Linked DNA regions of Mus musculus: all the other regions are linked to region 3. Evidence: chromatin contacts called from public Hi-C and promoter capture Hi-C data. All regions are on one chromosome and are shown on one strand. The core of a region is the stretch at or near the end of the contact, and the rest is flanking DNA. Distances in the headings are between cores, read along the strand shown.

Region 1 (3,208 bases), core at 602-3,101, 510 kb after region 3:
AAATCCCACTGGGACAGAAAAAAATATAACTGGGTTAGTAGAGTCAGGCTGAGCTTGTGACACACTGAAAAGTACCTTCCTGCCCTCTTTCCTTTCAGGGCCTCTCACTGGTAGATTCCCCAAGAGACAGTGCTTTGGGGAGGTCCAGGCCACCTGCAGTGCTTCTCCTGAAATATGCTGGTGGGTGTGCAGGAAGCTGGCTGCTAACTCCACCAGCACAAGATGCTCAGCCAGCCGTGAGCCTGTACGGGCTTCTAGTGCCCCTGCCCCCAACTCTGTGAACACTCTAGCTCCTCTTACTTCCATTCAAGTCCACTGGCATGCCTAGCCTGATGGTGGTAGGAGGTAGGCAGCACAAGCTAGTGGTCTCTGGGAGCAAATGACCGACCTTATCCTCGATGTTTGTAACCTGTCCAGCCCTCATGGTCCTTAATCGCAGGTCTAGGTGTTCATAGAACCCACACTCCTGGCTCTCTTGAAGATGAAACTAGCCAACAAATGCCTAGCACAGCAGGTCCCAACATGAGTCAGAGCTCAGAACAGTCTGTGGTCAGTCACCCACTTCCCTCCTGCATGAAGATTGGGGGGGGGGCAGCTAGCTGCTCTGAAAGATCTTTCTCTCAGTCCAGGGACAATCTATCAGATGGTACCTGTGCTGTTCAAGTAGGCACACCCTTCCTGACAGTGTTCCTGCCCTGCTCCAGCCTGAAGCCTGGACAGGGTCTGACCACAGGACTATAGGGGTGGCGGCCTTCCTCAGAAGACGCTAGACGGACGGAGTGTTAAAAAGGAACCTTCAGCAAGTGGCTGTTTCCTCTGTTGTTAGGATAACCAGCATATTCAGCAACATCTTCACACTGGGCTGTGGGGGGGTACCAACGGGGGCAGAGACCTGGATAGGGAGGGACATAGCTGAGTGCAAGGAGGGACAGAGACCTACTCAGAGAGCAGCTCTGTGGCTTCCTGTGTCCTTGCAGCCTAGAGTAAAATGTGTACACGAGGAATCCTATCCTGATTAAATGCACCCCGGACTCAGCTCCCCAAATAGAATTAGCTCTAAGACCACATACTAGCAGGGTGGAGGAGGGGACCCTTTTGCCAAGGTTGCCCTTCACTGAGTCCCTGACTGACGCTTGAGCTGACCAAAATGCATTCCAATACACCCTCCACCAGAGAGGCCTGAGTTTCTTCCTGACTCTGTCCCTGCTCCTGCCACAGGAACTCACGGAGACCCCTGGCACCACAGGTCATGGAGGGCTGCAGTATAGGGGAGGCCCAGAGTCACTCAGAGAGCCCTAGCACCACACAAGCCTGTCATGACACAGGCTCCCTGAACTCGAACGCCAAGGTCCAAAGTGGGCCTCAGATGCTGCCCCCCCTTCTCCCCTCCCCACAGGGCAACGAAGTGCCAGTCACGTCCCACCATCCTATGACATAAACCTAACTCAAACTCCCATTACAGGGGTTCCCCCTTTGGATCCACACCTCAGTGGTCCCTGGATCTGACAGTTGGGAGGAGACGGGTACTCACAGCACGCAGAGTGCGTAGGCCCGGGGGATGGACTCGCTGGCACGCACAAGGAAGCTCCCGTCCTTGCCGGCTCTGGAAAGTAGCTCCTCTGCCTTGGAGCGGGTGATGTTGCCATGGTTCCACCCAGGGACCATGGCAGGCATGGGTCTCCTGGACTGGGTCAGCAGCCACTCCCAGGACGGACACTCCAGCAAAGTAGTTCAGGGCCCTCTCTAGGCTGAGACCTGCCGCCTGTTGCCTCTCAGAAATTGCCTCTGCTGCTCCTACCAGCTTAACTGACTGACTTCCTGTTTCAGGCACTCAGCGAGGGAGAGGAAACTGAGCTGCACAGAACTTCCTCATTATAGAAACCAAGTGGGGGGGGGGCATCATCTACCTTCCCACCCAGCCAGCACTGGCTGCCTGCTCCACCCTCTCACTCACTGGCTCTCTATTTCCCCTGAATGGGACCTAACCTCCAGAAGCGTCCATTATCAGCCGAAGTTCCACACGAGGGACGCAAGGGCTCTTTTAGCGTCAGGTTTCATGGCTGACTTCTCAAGCCTGGCCCAACATTTGTGAATAGGCCAAAGGCATGGCTCTCAGAAACCTTTGCTGATGTCCACAAGGGTGGTCACAGTTTTCCCCAGCGCCACCCAGCATACTTGTGATGGTGAGCTTTAACTGTCAACTTGACACAACATAGGATTGCCCAGGAAGAGAATCTCCATGAGGGAACGTCTGCATTGGGCTAGCCTGTGGATACATCTGTAGGGGTTGTTTTAATGAAGCTAGTTGATGTCAGAAGACCCAGCCCACTGTGAGCAACACTATTCCCTAGCTAAAACAGTCTGGTTTGGCCCCTCTGGACCTCTGCTGGGCACCTGGGGCTCACGGAAGGGCTTACATGTCCCTATGGTGCAAGCTGGCCACTTTGGTGATATATGTTACCGCGTTCTGCACTGCAGAAGCCCAAATGGCCAGTCAGGCTATTCCCTCTGTGGCTAGACATGGCTATGTTTGCTCACCCCTTAAAGGTCACCGTTCAGTACTAGCTGAGTTCTGCAGGTACTAAGGTAGCCACTGTCCCTTTGATCCCAGAGCTGGGTGACCTTGTTCCTCAGGCCAGGCCCACCAAGGGAAGTGCTGGCTTACGGCAGAAGTGGTGATTGTTCACTCCTTCATCTGAACCTTGTCACGTTAGATGTGACAACAGACCTAAGCCAGGCACCCCCCTACACACACATGCACGCACATACTGGAGCTTGGTTGAGCTTATCGCTCTCAGCCTCAGTTTTCTTTAGACTGCAGGGTGTAATTCAGAAAGGAGCTCTGGTGTGTGGAGGACATGGGAGCTGTGTTGATGTCATCCATGGCAGGAGCTTGGGGCCTGCAGGGCACAGCTGGTGGGAAATCTGAGAGTGGGTAGAGTACTCCAGCCAGGTCCTGAGCCAGAGGGAGGGGACATGGTCTCGACAAGAGCTCACGTCTACATTCTGATTTTGCCACCTGGAGGCTGAAGATGTTAACTCTAACTCTACAAGGGACCCTTCATGGAGTCCTCTCAAGTTCACAGTACCCCATGCAGCCCTCCTTAGGAAATCTCTGTCTAACACATTGTCTTAGTCAGGGTTTCTATTCCTGCACAAACATCATGACCAAGAAGCAAGTTGGGGAGGAAAGGGTTTATTCGGCTTA
Region 2 (3,213 bases), core at 355-2,854, 560 kb after region 3:
CTGTGACATATGGGCTGTACCTAATGGCGGCTCTCTGACAAGCAGAGCATGGCAGAGTGATGGGATGCCACTTAATGTCACTTCCACGAGCACATCACAAAAGTCTGTGGTTCTGGGAGATGGCTCAGCTGAGAAAGAGCGTGGCATGCAAACGAGAGGTCAGGATCCAGGTCCCCAGAACACAAAAGCTAGGTGGGCCTGGCTGTTCCCAGCACTCAGCGGGCAGAGGCGGTGATCCTCACAGTAAGCTAGCTAGCTAGACTAGCTGGATTTGACTAGTTCCAGGTCTAATGACTGACCCTGCCTCAATAAATAAAGTGGAGATTCTTCAAGGAAGACATCTGACTTCCATAGCTGAGCGTGCTCACGTGGAGCGCATCACACAGCCATGTCCTTGAAGAGAGAGATCTCTGGAATCTTCTGCAGCCTCAATGAAGCAAGGTGTCATGGCAGAGAGGCAAACAAACAAAACAGAGCAAGCTGCCCAGCCATGACCAGCAGGAAACAAGGCCCTCAGTCCAGCAATCCCCAAGGAGGCGTGCAGGCCTGCCAACAACCCAGGAGGCCTGTGTGCCTTCTCCACACAGCCTTGTAAAGAGGCGTTCTGGCCCTCAGCCACCTTGCCTCCAGCCAGTGAGAGCCCCTGAACAAAGAACGCGGCCAAGCCCTGCCCAGATTCCTGACTCACAGAAACCTAGAGTATAAGTATGCCCTGCTTCTTGGCAGTACCGGTTGGGTTAATTTATTACCAGCGGTAGGTCACAAAAAACAATAGCTCATCGGAGGCTTACATAAATATGGGCAGTGTAGCTATTAGCATTGAGAAATGAAAGCAATGGGTTAAGAGGCAAGGTTTTGGTACCAGCTAGGATGGGTTTCAATCTTGGAGCAGCTTACTATCTATGTGGCCTTGGGCAAGATGATCTATGAACATATGTATCTTTAAAATGCACCTGATTCTCAACTTGTAGTGAGGGCTCAGGGCTACACAGAGAGGTTATGCAATCTGCTTAGTTCAGTGCCTGCCACGCAGTAAGCACCAGGCAGAAGGAAGCCGTCACTAATCATAATTCACTGTAATAGTAACAATTGATTAAGACCTCTCGAATAGAGCAGCTGGTGTCCCCTGCCTGGGAGCTGTCAAGCTGAGCCCTGACGGCCATGTAAAGCAGTGATTAAAAGTGCTGGCTTAGTTGGCAAACCGCTTGGCATATGTGCACTGGGACTTGAGAAGATTCACAACTGTCACATAAAAAAGGGGCACAGTGGCGTGCTCCTTTAACCCCCACAGGGGAAGTTTGAGACAGGAGGGGAGGGTGCAGGTAAGATTCGGAGGATGGCCGATCAGGTAGCCTGGCCAATTAGTGAGCCCTGGGTTCCATAAGAAAAACAGAAAACAATAAGAGAGAGACCTGGTGTTCACCTCTGACTTCCACGTGTGTGTGCACGTGTACACATACTAACACAAAAGTGACCAGAACCCAAGAGGATCATAAACACTTACCCAATCTCAGACTCAGGGGGCGGGTCAGTCAGTGGTGGGGCGTCCATTCTTAGTCAACTTCCGATATTACCTTGCAGCCAGGGGCCGTTTGGGTCATGTCAACCTGCACCTCAGTGGCACCTCCCCTTTTGCCTGGCTCCTAGGGAGGTGTGTCTGGCTCCCTGCCTAGGTGCAGGGCACCCAGCAAGGTAAACACCCAGACAGGAAGTGCCTGTCCCAGGAATGGGGCCAGCTATAGGGAGGCAGGTCTGAAGGTCAGGAATGTTTCCCAGGGAGGCTTTTCCAGGCTATAGTACTCAGGGACAGGTAGGGAGCTTGTGTGCTTATGTGGGGGACACACAGACCTGCACTGAGGTGCCCGGACAGGACCGTGGATGGGAAAGGAAGAAACTGAAGCACTTATGAGGGGGCCTAACACCCAGGAACTTCTGGCTGGCAGGTGAGCAAAATATATGTTTATTTTATCTTATTTTTTAATGAAATGAGATCAAGGAAACCGTAGAAGAGAGGTCACTGCTGGGGAAGTGCAGAGTGTTGCAAGCATTGATTGAGAAGAACTAGGAAAGAGAAGGCAGCCAGACTGTCCATGGGAAGGAGAACTTGGCTACCCTTGCAAGATTCCAGCAGTACCTATGAGGTCCTGGCTATGCCTGTGAGCTCCCAGCCCATCTTGGCTTAGTGATTCTCCCAGCCCAGCGTGTTTCAACATCTGTGAAGCACGAAGCAGGGTGACCCCTCTTTCCAGCTCCTATACCTCCAGCTGTGGAGACTAGGGAGACAATGTACTGCAAAGGACAGGTCAATAACTTACAGGGCCCTGTGCAACAGGAACGTGCAGGGCCTCTTGCCAAAAACCGATAAAGAATCAGAGAGAGGCAGAAGCCTCATGTTAAAGTAACTGCAGAGCCCTCCAAGACCAGGGCACTCACTCCCCATGGTGCTCGCCCTGGTTGTAAATGTATGTGTAGACTGTGAAGTGCTGTGATTTCCGTGTGCTGTTGGCTCAAACCTCAGGGTTAAGGTGTGCTCTAGGGAGGAGACTTCACAGCTATGGAGTAACAGCCCCTGTGTTGCTGCCCCACTGATGTTGCTCCTCCTGCTCAGGGACCATTTCAGGACAAAAGACCCTACCCTCAGAACCCTCCAGATTTGTGTGCTTGGTGGCCAAGAAGCCAGAGTATGTTGTGACTCGGTTGAGAAAACTCAGCTGGATATAGCAATAGAAGGTTCTTATTTCCTGTCTTGACCAATATGTGGGATATTCACGAAGCCATCAGCTGCAGGGAGCTGGACTTGGGATTCCTGTAGTTTTGGCTACTCTGCTATCTCAGCTAGTGACCAATGTCTTGTTGCCTTGAGAGAAATGGCTGTCTTAATGCAGAGAGACATTAAGGCTCTGGTTGGGTCCCCCCACTGTGTTTTCCTTTCCCCTCCCCCTTTCTTCATCTTGGCCCACATTTGATGTTACTTAGTCTCAGAAAGGAGAAGCCAGAGTCTCCTTGGAGACTCCAGCATCCTGGACAATGAAAATGGACAATAGGCCATCTTCCTCAACCACACTCTCAGGCCACTCTTTGAACAACCACAGATTTTCATGGACATGGTCCCCAGGATAGGGAGACACCCAGCCTGTCCTGTTTCCTAACGGTAGCAGCAGTCCCTGTGGCCCCACTGCCAGGGATACCACAGTGAGTTTGAACATTAATGAG
Region 3 (3,278 bases), core at 593-3,092:
TGAATCTCCTTGTTTGATATCAAATAAACTTTCCCACCTATGGCCCAAGCCTTTCTTATTGATGCATGGCATTGATCTCTCTGAAATGACAGAACTCTGGAGAGTGAGAGCGACCTGGAGCACATATGATAAGCATGTTCCAGGGACAGCAGAGCTCAGGGCTGATGTGACCAGAGGTCTGCAGCTTTCTAGCCCTCCTTTTGGTAGTTTAAATGAAAATGGCCCCTGTGGGCTCATAAAAAATTGCACTATTTAAAAAGTTAGGAGGAATGGCCTTGGAGTAGATGTGGCCTTGTTGGAGGAAAGGTGTCACTGATGGTGGCCTTTGAGGTTTCAGGGGCTCCAGCCAAGGCCCAATGTGTCTCCCCCTCCCTGTTGCCTGCCAATCCAGATGTAGAATGCCTGGCTTCTTCTCCAGCACCATGTCTGCCTGCCTGCTGCCATGCTTCCTGCCATGACCATAATGGACTAAAGCTCTCAAAAGTAAGCCAGGCCCAATTACCTGTTTTCCATTCTATGAGTTGCTGTGGTCATGATGTCTCTTTATGGCCTTAGAACCTCTAAGATGCTCCCCCTAGATGATATACATAATAAACACGATGTCAGCTCTGATCACCTACTTCCTTTAAAGTTCTGCTAGTGTCCCATCCGTGACACCTTCCCTGTTGAGCCCAGGGTCCAGCAGCCCAGTCTGTGGCCCTGGGCCTCCTTCCCTTCCTTGCTATCATTACCTCACCTTCTGTGTATTTATGCATCCCTCTCCCAACTATTAGTAGCATGTGCAGGGTGGGATCAATCATTGTTCTAATGTCCCTCTCTACCAAACTCAGTGTTCCTCTCTATTGAGTCTGCAGCATGCAGATCAGTGTCCAGCATACAGAAGGCTCCGAGTACCAGTTTGTGTGTGAGTAAACTGGCATTGGGACTGTCTGTCCATTTTATCCTTGTGCCTCATTTTCAATCAAATAGTAAAAGGTTACTCAAGGAAGGATAAGACAGAACCAGCTCCCTTGTGAGGAGTTGGTCGCTGACCCTTCGACATGTGTATAAGGGAAAAACCAACGACCCTTTCCTTCTGCACACTTTCACTCACACAGCTCTTGTGTTACCAGGCATGTATGAGTCAAGTCAACCACTTAGCAGAGTTGGCTACAGACCAGAGGCTCTTTTACTCAGCCTCAGAGCAGCTCTGCTCAAACCACTCAGAGAATCACTCAGTCAGAGGTTCATTACAGCAGCAGCACCCATAGTGCAACAAGACAGCAGTGGAGAAATGCCAAGAGCTTGGGGGAGAGACATGGCCGCTCTCTGTGTTCTTGGTGCAACCTATCCTCCACACCTTCAGCAACCTGGCAGCTCCCCAACCCAATCCCTCTGTGCTTTCATAGGGGCCGCATCATGAAATACAGGGGATGGGCTGATTGATTAAATTACCGTTGATCAGTAATCAACCCTAACTTCAATCCCTTTCTCTGCCCTTCCCTCTAATCTCAAAGCTGGTTCCAGACCCCATCCTTACAAACTTTCCAAAAGTTGCCCCTTAAGCATAAGCTTTAAGAAAACAGTACAACAGCTTATCACAAACAAACAGCACAGGTTTCCCTCCCACCCCTCATGAAATCAACAGGCATTTGGGAAGCTCTGCACAGGAAGACAAAAGCCCTTATCTTTCAAATTCTGTATTGCTCTCTCACCACACATAATCTGTTACTTGCCTGTCAGATAGTAAGGTTAGAGACCTGTGCCTCTAGGTAGCACGTGATGAGGGCCCTTGAGCAAGAGTAAGAAATCTGGAAGTCGGTTTCCAGTCAGCCACCATCAGCCAGCATCTGAATTCTGGGTTTTCTAACCACCACCAAAGAGGGAGGGTTACATTTGTTCTGTTTGTTAATCACTGCTGAGGGCGGGCCAGGGAGTTATGGATGTTGAAATCAGGCTGCCCTGGAGGAAATTGTTCTTTGAATCAAGGAACTGGCTCACCCAGACCTTGTCAGGCATATGCATATTGGAACCAGCTTGCCAGTACTTGCCTTAACCTTGGCACCCCAGTCGGTTGGGGCTCAGGAAAGCAGGACTGAAGGGGCCACCCCAAAGGGCAAGCAGGAACATAGCCAAGATGAAAGTTCTTTCTTTAAGGCTTACAAAGACTCCACTCAGTCCAAGCAGGGGTGGAGGATCAGCGTGGGAGGGAGGAGGGGAGTTGGAGTTTTTTGTTTTGTTTTGCTTTTAATTGATTCTTTGTGGGTTTCAAATTGTGCTTCCCAGCCCACTGGTCACCCATCCCCCTGGTGTCTGTTCTTTGCCTTTAACACATAAACAAGCAGGCAAAACAAAAACAAAAAAGCATTGAAAATATCTCATCATGGAAGCTGTAATACTGTCACAGTGTGTCCCACAGTATGTCTCTCTGTCTACACATGTTCACTTGCTAATGTTCATTGCAGTGAGGCACTGGTCTGGTTTGAGATCTCTGGCTTTTGTGACATAAACAGGATTTTTGACTCAGAATGAAAAGAGACAAGCTTACAGCAATGAGAAACCACTCCCCAGAGACTCATAAAGGAAGCACACTGTAGCTCTGTCCTTCCTGAGTGGCAGAGCAAAAGCTCTCTGAAGAATGTCTTTAAGCAAGCTGGCATGAATTGGGGAAAGCACGAGGAACTGTACCCTCGTATTCTTTATGACAGACACACAATTTACCGAGGCCTGGGCCCTTCCTAGGAAAATCAGGTTCACCTGGGTACTGACTGGCTTGTTCTTGTTTCCAGCAAGTCCATGGGGTCATAGGTTGAAATCAGGAAGAAGGCAGGAGAGGACAACAAGGTTCTGTCAGAGCATCACCAGAGGGTGCTTTGCAAGCTTTGTTCATGAGATTTGACTCTACTGTTTCTTAGACTGGTGTGTGTGTGTGTGTACATGTGCACAGAGAGAGAGGGGGGGGTGTGCAGCTGTCAGGAGTATTTCTGTACTGGGCACCAGAAAAGGGAATGTGGCATGCCTGGCACTTCTAAGTTTTATCCCTCCTGCTGCCCAGGAGGCTCAGTCCAGTCCAGCGGGAGGATACAGGCTCAGGGTGTCTTGCATAACATTACTTCTACCTATACAGGGGAAGGTCAGCTTTAACCTAGGGATTTCTGAAGAACAACAAATGGGGCTTGGGGCACACACCAGTGGAATGAAGGCATAGATCCTGGGATAGAACCACACTGTATGGGTAAAAATGCCGCTCCCCAAAGTGAATGAAGAACAGCTAGCATCTGGAGTAGGAAGGAGGTCTG
Region 4 (3,405 bases), core at 745-3,244, 660 kb after region 3:
CCCAGGCCAGGCGCCCATGCTCACAGACGGCCTTTGTGCAGACATGAAGAGCCTTTTCATCCCCACCCTGGCCTCCTGCCCACTCAACCTGGCCTGCTCCCCTACCTCAGTGGCTGTGGCCACCAGCTGAGGCGGGAAGGGTGGCAGGCTGGAGTACCCCAGGAGTACCCCATCTCCTCTTTCCTGCTATGAGACTGCAGCCCAGGAGAGACAGGGCCACAGACCTCGTACACACCTGTGCAGACCTATGCGTCCATGGCTAGTTCTGAGAACCTCCTATCTCCCCACTCCCAGAATAGCCAGAACCCCAAAACCCAAGGTGGGATTTGCATGCTCATGCCTGCTGTGGGCCCGCCTGTTCCTAGGGGAGAAGGAAGTCGTGGAAAAAGAGGGAGGTGAGGTCAGGCGAGGTCTTGGCTATTCCCAAAGCTTCTGTGGGAACAGAAAGCCCACCCACTAGAGTTGTGTATGTATAATCTGACCGGGGCTCTGGCTAGAGGCTTAGGTTGGAAGAAACCTAACAGAAACCTGGACAGGAGCCACTAGGAAGGCTCCAGCTGCAGGGTCCTGCCAGGCAACAGCCTCACTGTGGCAGGAAGCGGTGTGGGTCTCAGCTCCAAGTCCTAGGCAATAGAAAATGCCTCCTCCCACTGTAAGTCCTAACTCAGGGGTACTTCAGGCTACATTACCGAGCACAGCTCCCACTCCAGAAGCTGGGTGTGTCCCAACATATGAGAAGAGATGGTTCTCCCCAAAATCCATTCGGGCTTTGAACCCTGCTCACACTCTGAACACTGAGTGTTGACTGGACATTTGGCCATCCTCAGAGCCCTGCATTGAGCCCTGGTGAGGCCTTAGCATCCCACTATGAGGGAGGCAGCGTAGTGGGTGCCACCTTCTACAGATTAGGAAATGGCCAAGAGAGGTATGAGCCAGGCTGGGCAGAGTCAGGTCTTTAGCTATTTCCTGGGGTGTTGAGGGGAGGTAGAACGGCCCACAGACCACCGTCACCATCCTGGGGTGTGGCCGCGAGTTCCGAGGCTATGCTTCTACCACAGAGGTGACTTCTTTCCTTTGTAGACACACAGACACCCCTAAAGTTCAGGCAGCAATGTTGTAAGACAACCAGGGAACCCAGAGGCCTTTCTGCAGACTACTGAACAACTGCGCGAGATTTATTTTCTCATAATCAAAGCCTATCTGTGCCTATGTCCCTGCTCTGAAGCAGACCCAGAGCAGGCCTGCCATGCAGTGTTTTTTTCAGACCCCAGAGAGGCCACCTAGGGCTCAGTCCAGTTTCCTCACTATCCTGCAAAAGACTCTAAGAAATATTTATCTCTATGGGGACAGCACCTAGGTCGTAAGTCAGAAGGAAAGGGTTTGCAGAATTTAAAGGAATCATGAGTCTCTGGGTTTTCTGCCCAGAGGGTCTCTGGCCTTTAGCCCTTTGCCTTATGTCTGATGAGTCCTCCAGCCTCCCAGGTCCAGAAGTCTCCAGGTGTTCTAGCGGCAAAGTATTACCCCAAGAACATCAGACAGCCAAATGTACCAGACCCTGATACCCAAGTCTTTTTCAATGGCCACCCATCCTGCTGCTAACATACATCATCTTACTCGGTTTCTACCAGCCAGCATTGTGGGAGTCTCCCAGAATCACCACAGCTGGGAATCCCACCTTGTGTGAGGGGCTTGTACCCCATAGGTACTGGAGGATCTGGTCCCAGTGGTAGTTATTGGCCCTGAGAAGTTGGTAGCAGCAGAGCTGAGGGCCTGCGCCCCTTACCTGTGAGCACCGCAGGGGCCAGGACCCCAGAGATGAGCAGCAGCGCCACGCGCAGGGCCAGACAAGATGCCATCCTGGCAGGGAGTGAGCAGTCTTATGGGACACAGAGGACTAGGCGGCTGGGCTCAGGCAGCGGGAAAGAGGCTTCAAAGAGCTGGGAAGGGTTTTCATCAATGCAAACTCTGTCCTCCTGGGACACCGTGCCCGCCCCTCACACATGCACGCGCATGCACACACACACACACACACACACACACACACACACAGAGAGAGAGAGAGAGAGAGAGAGAGAGAGAGAGAGAGAGAGAGAGAGAGAGAGAGCGCACTCAGACAGACCTGCAGTCCTGAACTACCAAACAGCCCCACCCTGGAGAGGAGAGGAGAGGAGAGGAGAGGAGAGGAGAGGAGAGGAGAGGAGAGGAGAGGAGAGGAGAGGAGAGGAGAGGAGAGGAGAGGAGAGGAGAGGAGAGGAGAGGAGAGGAGAGGAGAGGAGAGGAGAGAAAAGGGGAGAGAAAGGGAGAGAAGGGGAGGGGAGGGGAGGGGAGGGGAGGGGAGAGAGAGGGTTCCTTTCCTCTCTCTCTGTCTCTGCCCTGCTCCCCTCCTCTTTCTCTTCTCTGTCTCTCTGTCTCTGTCTCTCTGTCTCACTCTCTCTGTCTCTCTCTCTCTCTCTCTCTCTCTCTCTCTCTCTCTCACACACACACACACACACACACACACATATTCCTGGACTAGTGAAAGTACAAACTTTCCCAGCCTCCCAAGACAGGAGCCTCACCCAGGCACAACAAATGCCTTGAGCCACTGTGCTCAGGACTCTGGGAGACCCTGCTCAGGACCCTTCCACTGGCCCTTACTAAAGCTAAGGTTGTGAGGCATTTTCTATTAAAGCCCCTTGGCCAGCCGCTCTAGGCCCCTTCCAGGAAGGTCTCAATGCACAAGTCCTTCTCCCTGGCTCCCTTGTTCTTGTAGGCACTCTCCACTAATCCAGAGACTCAGTTTCACCTTTAAGCCTGGGCTTGGCTCAGAGTTCAGCTCACTACCTTCCCAACAGGTCTGACCAAGCACATTGGCCTCCTCAGCCTCTGCCTACACCCACAGATGGACTTCAACACACGCGCGCACACACACACACACACACACACACACACACACACACACACACAGGTGTGCTCACCCTGCAAGTTCCCCAAGTCTCTTAAGCCCCTGAGGCTCTGCTACTTCATAGTTTTCCAAACAAAAAGGCAAATTCCCTAGCCAGTCTTCCCTCTGCTTTCCTGCTCTCTCCCTATGTTCCAGCTGCTGGCCCCAACAATAGGGCTCCTGCAGGATACTAGCGTGGCTCCTGCCCCAGGGCCTTTGCACTCTATCTTCTTCCCTAGAAAGTAGTAGCTACACTCATCATCATGTTTCTCCAGGTCTGAGCTTGGTCAGTCAGCCTGTGTCCTGTCGTTGGGTCACTTTAAGGTTCTTCACAGCACTTACATTTTTATGAATTTTCATATCGCTCCCCCTTGTGTGTTCATTTTCAGAAGAGAAGCATGCACACGAGGTGCATGAATCAACCTTTCGTTGCTGTGACAAAGTGCCAGAGATGACTTTTTAAAAGAGTTTACTCTGGCTCA

The links. Promoter capture Hi-C pulls out the DNA fragments that hold promoters and counts their contacts. A called contact is a pair of places that touch in the nucleus more often than the background predicts.
Region 1: a contact with region 3 is called in a Hi-C map of B cells, with 12 read pairs. The contact joins the promoter of Inpp5d here to the promoter of Ugt1a6a in region 3. A contact is called at or near these places in 1 of 484 Hi-C or Micro-C datasets (B cells) and 2 of 115 datasets of contacts at active chromatin or transcription factors (bone marrow-derived macrophages and double positive thymocytes).
Region 2: a promoter capture Hi-C map of liver shows a contact between it and region 3, with 7 times the contacts expected there. The contact joins the promoter of Neu2 here to the promoter of Ugt1a6a in region 3. A contact is called at or near these places in 2 of 39 promoter capture datasets (liver and pre-B cells) and 1 of 9 other capture datasets (macrophages).
Region 4: a contact with region 3 is called in a promoter capture Hi-C map of pre-B cells, with 27 times the contacts expected there. The contact joins the promoter of Snorc here to the promoter of Ugt1a6a in region 3. A contact is called at or near these places in 2 of 39 promoter capture datasets (neutrophils and pre-B cells) and 1 of 115 datasets of contacts at active chromatin or transcription factors (large pre-B cells).

What each region holds. Positions count from the first base shown.
Region 1 is chr1:87,618,955-87,622,162 of GRCm38.p6, reverse strand. Inpp5d (inositol polyphosphate-5-phosphatase D) reads right to left here and starts at 1,851. Exons shown (of 27, transcript NM_010566.3): 1 at 1,532-1,851. The coding sequence starts at 1,674.
Region 2 is chr1:87,572,418-87,575,630 of GRCm38.p6, reverse strand. It overlaps Neu2 (neuraminidase 2), which reads right to left and starts at 1,604. Exons shown (of 4, transcript NM_001160163.1): 1 at 1,505-1,604. It also overlaps a transcript of Ngef not described here.
Region 3 is chr1:88,133,373-88,136,650 of GRCm38.p6, reverse strand. Ugt1a6a (UDP glucuronosyltransferase 1 family, polypeptide A6A) reads right to left here and starts at 1,842. Exons shown (of 6, transcript NM_145079.3): 1 at 1,716-1,842. All of the region lies in intron 1 of Ugt1a10 (UDP glycosyltransferase 1 family, polypeptide A10), which reads right to left. The region is part of intron 1 of Ugt1a9 (UDP glucuronosyltransferase 1 family, polypeptide A9); the gene reads right to left. The region is part of intron 1 of Ugt1a8 (UDP glucuronosyltransferase 1 family, polypeptide A8); the gene reads right to left. It also overlaps Ugt1a7c and Ugt1a6b.
Region 4 is chr1:87,468,790-87,472,194 of GRCm38.p6, reverse strand. Snorc (secondary ossification center associated regulator of chondrocyte maturation) reads right to left here and starts at 1,994. Exons shown (of 3, transcript NM_028473.2): 1 at 1,784-1,994. The coding sequence starts at 1,856.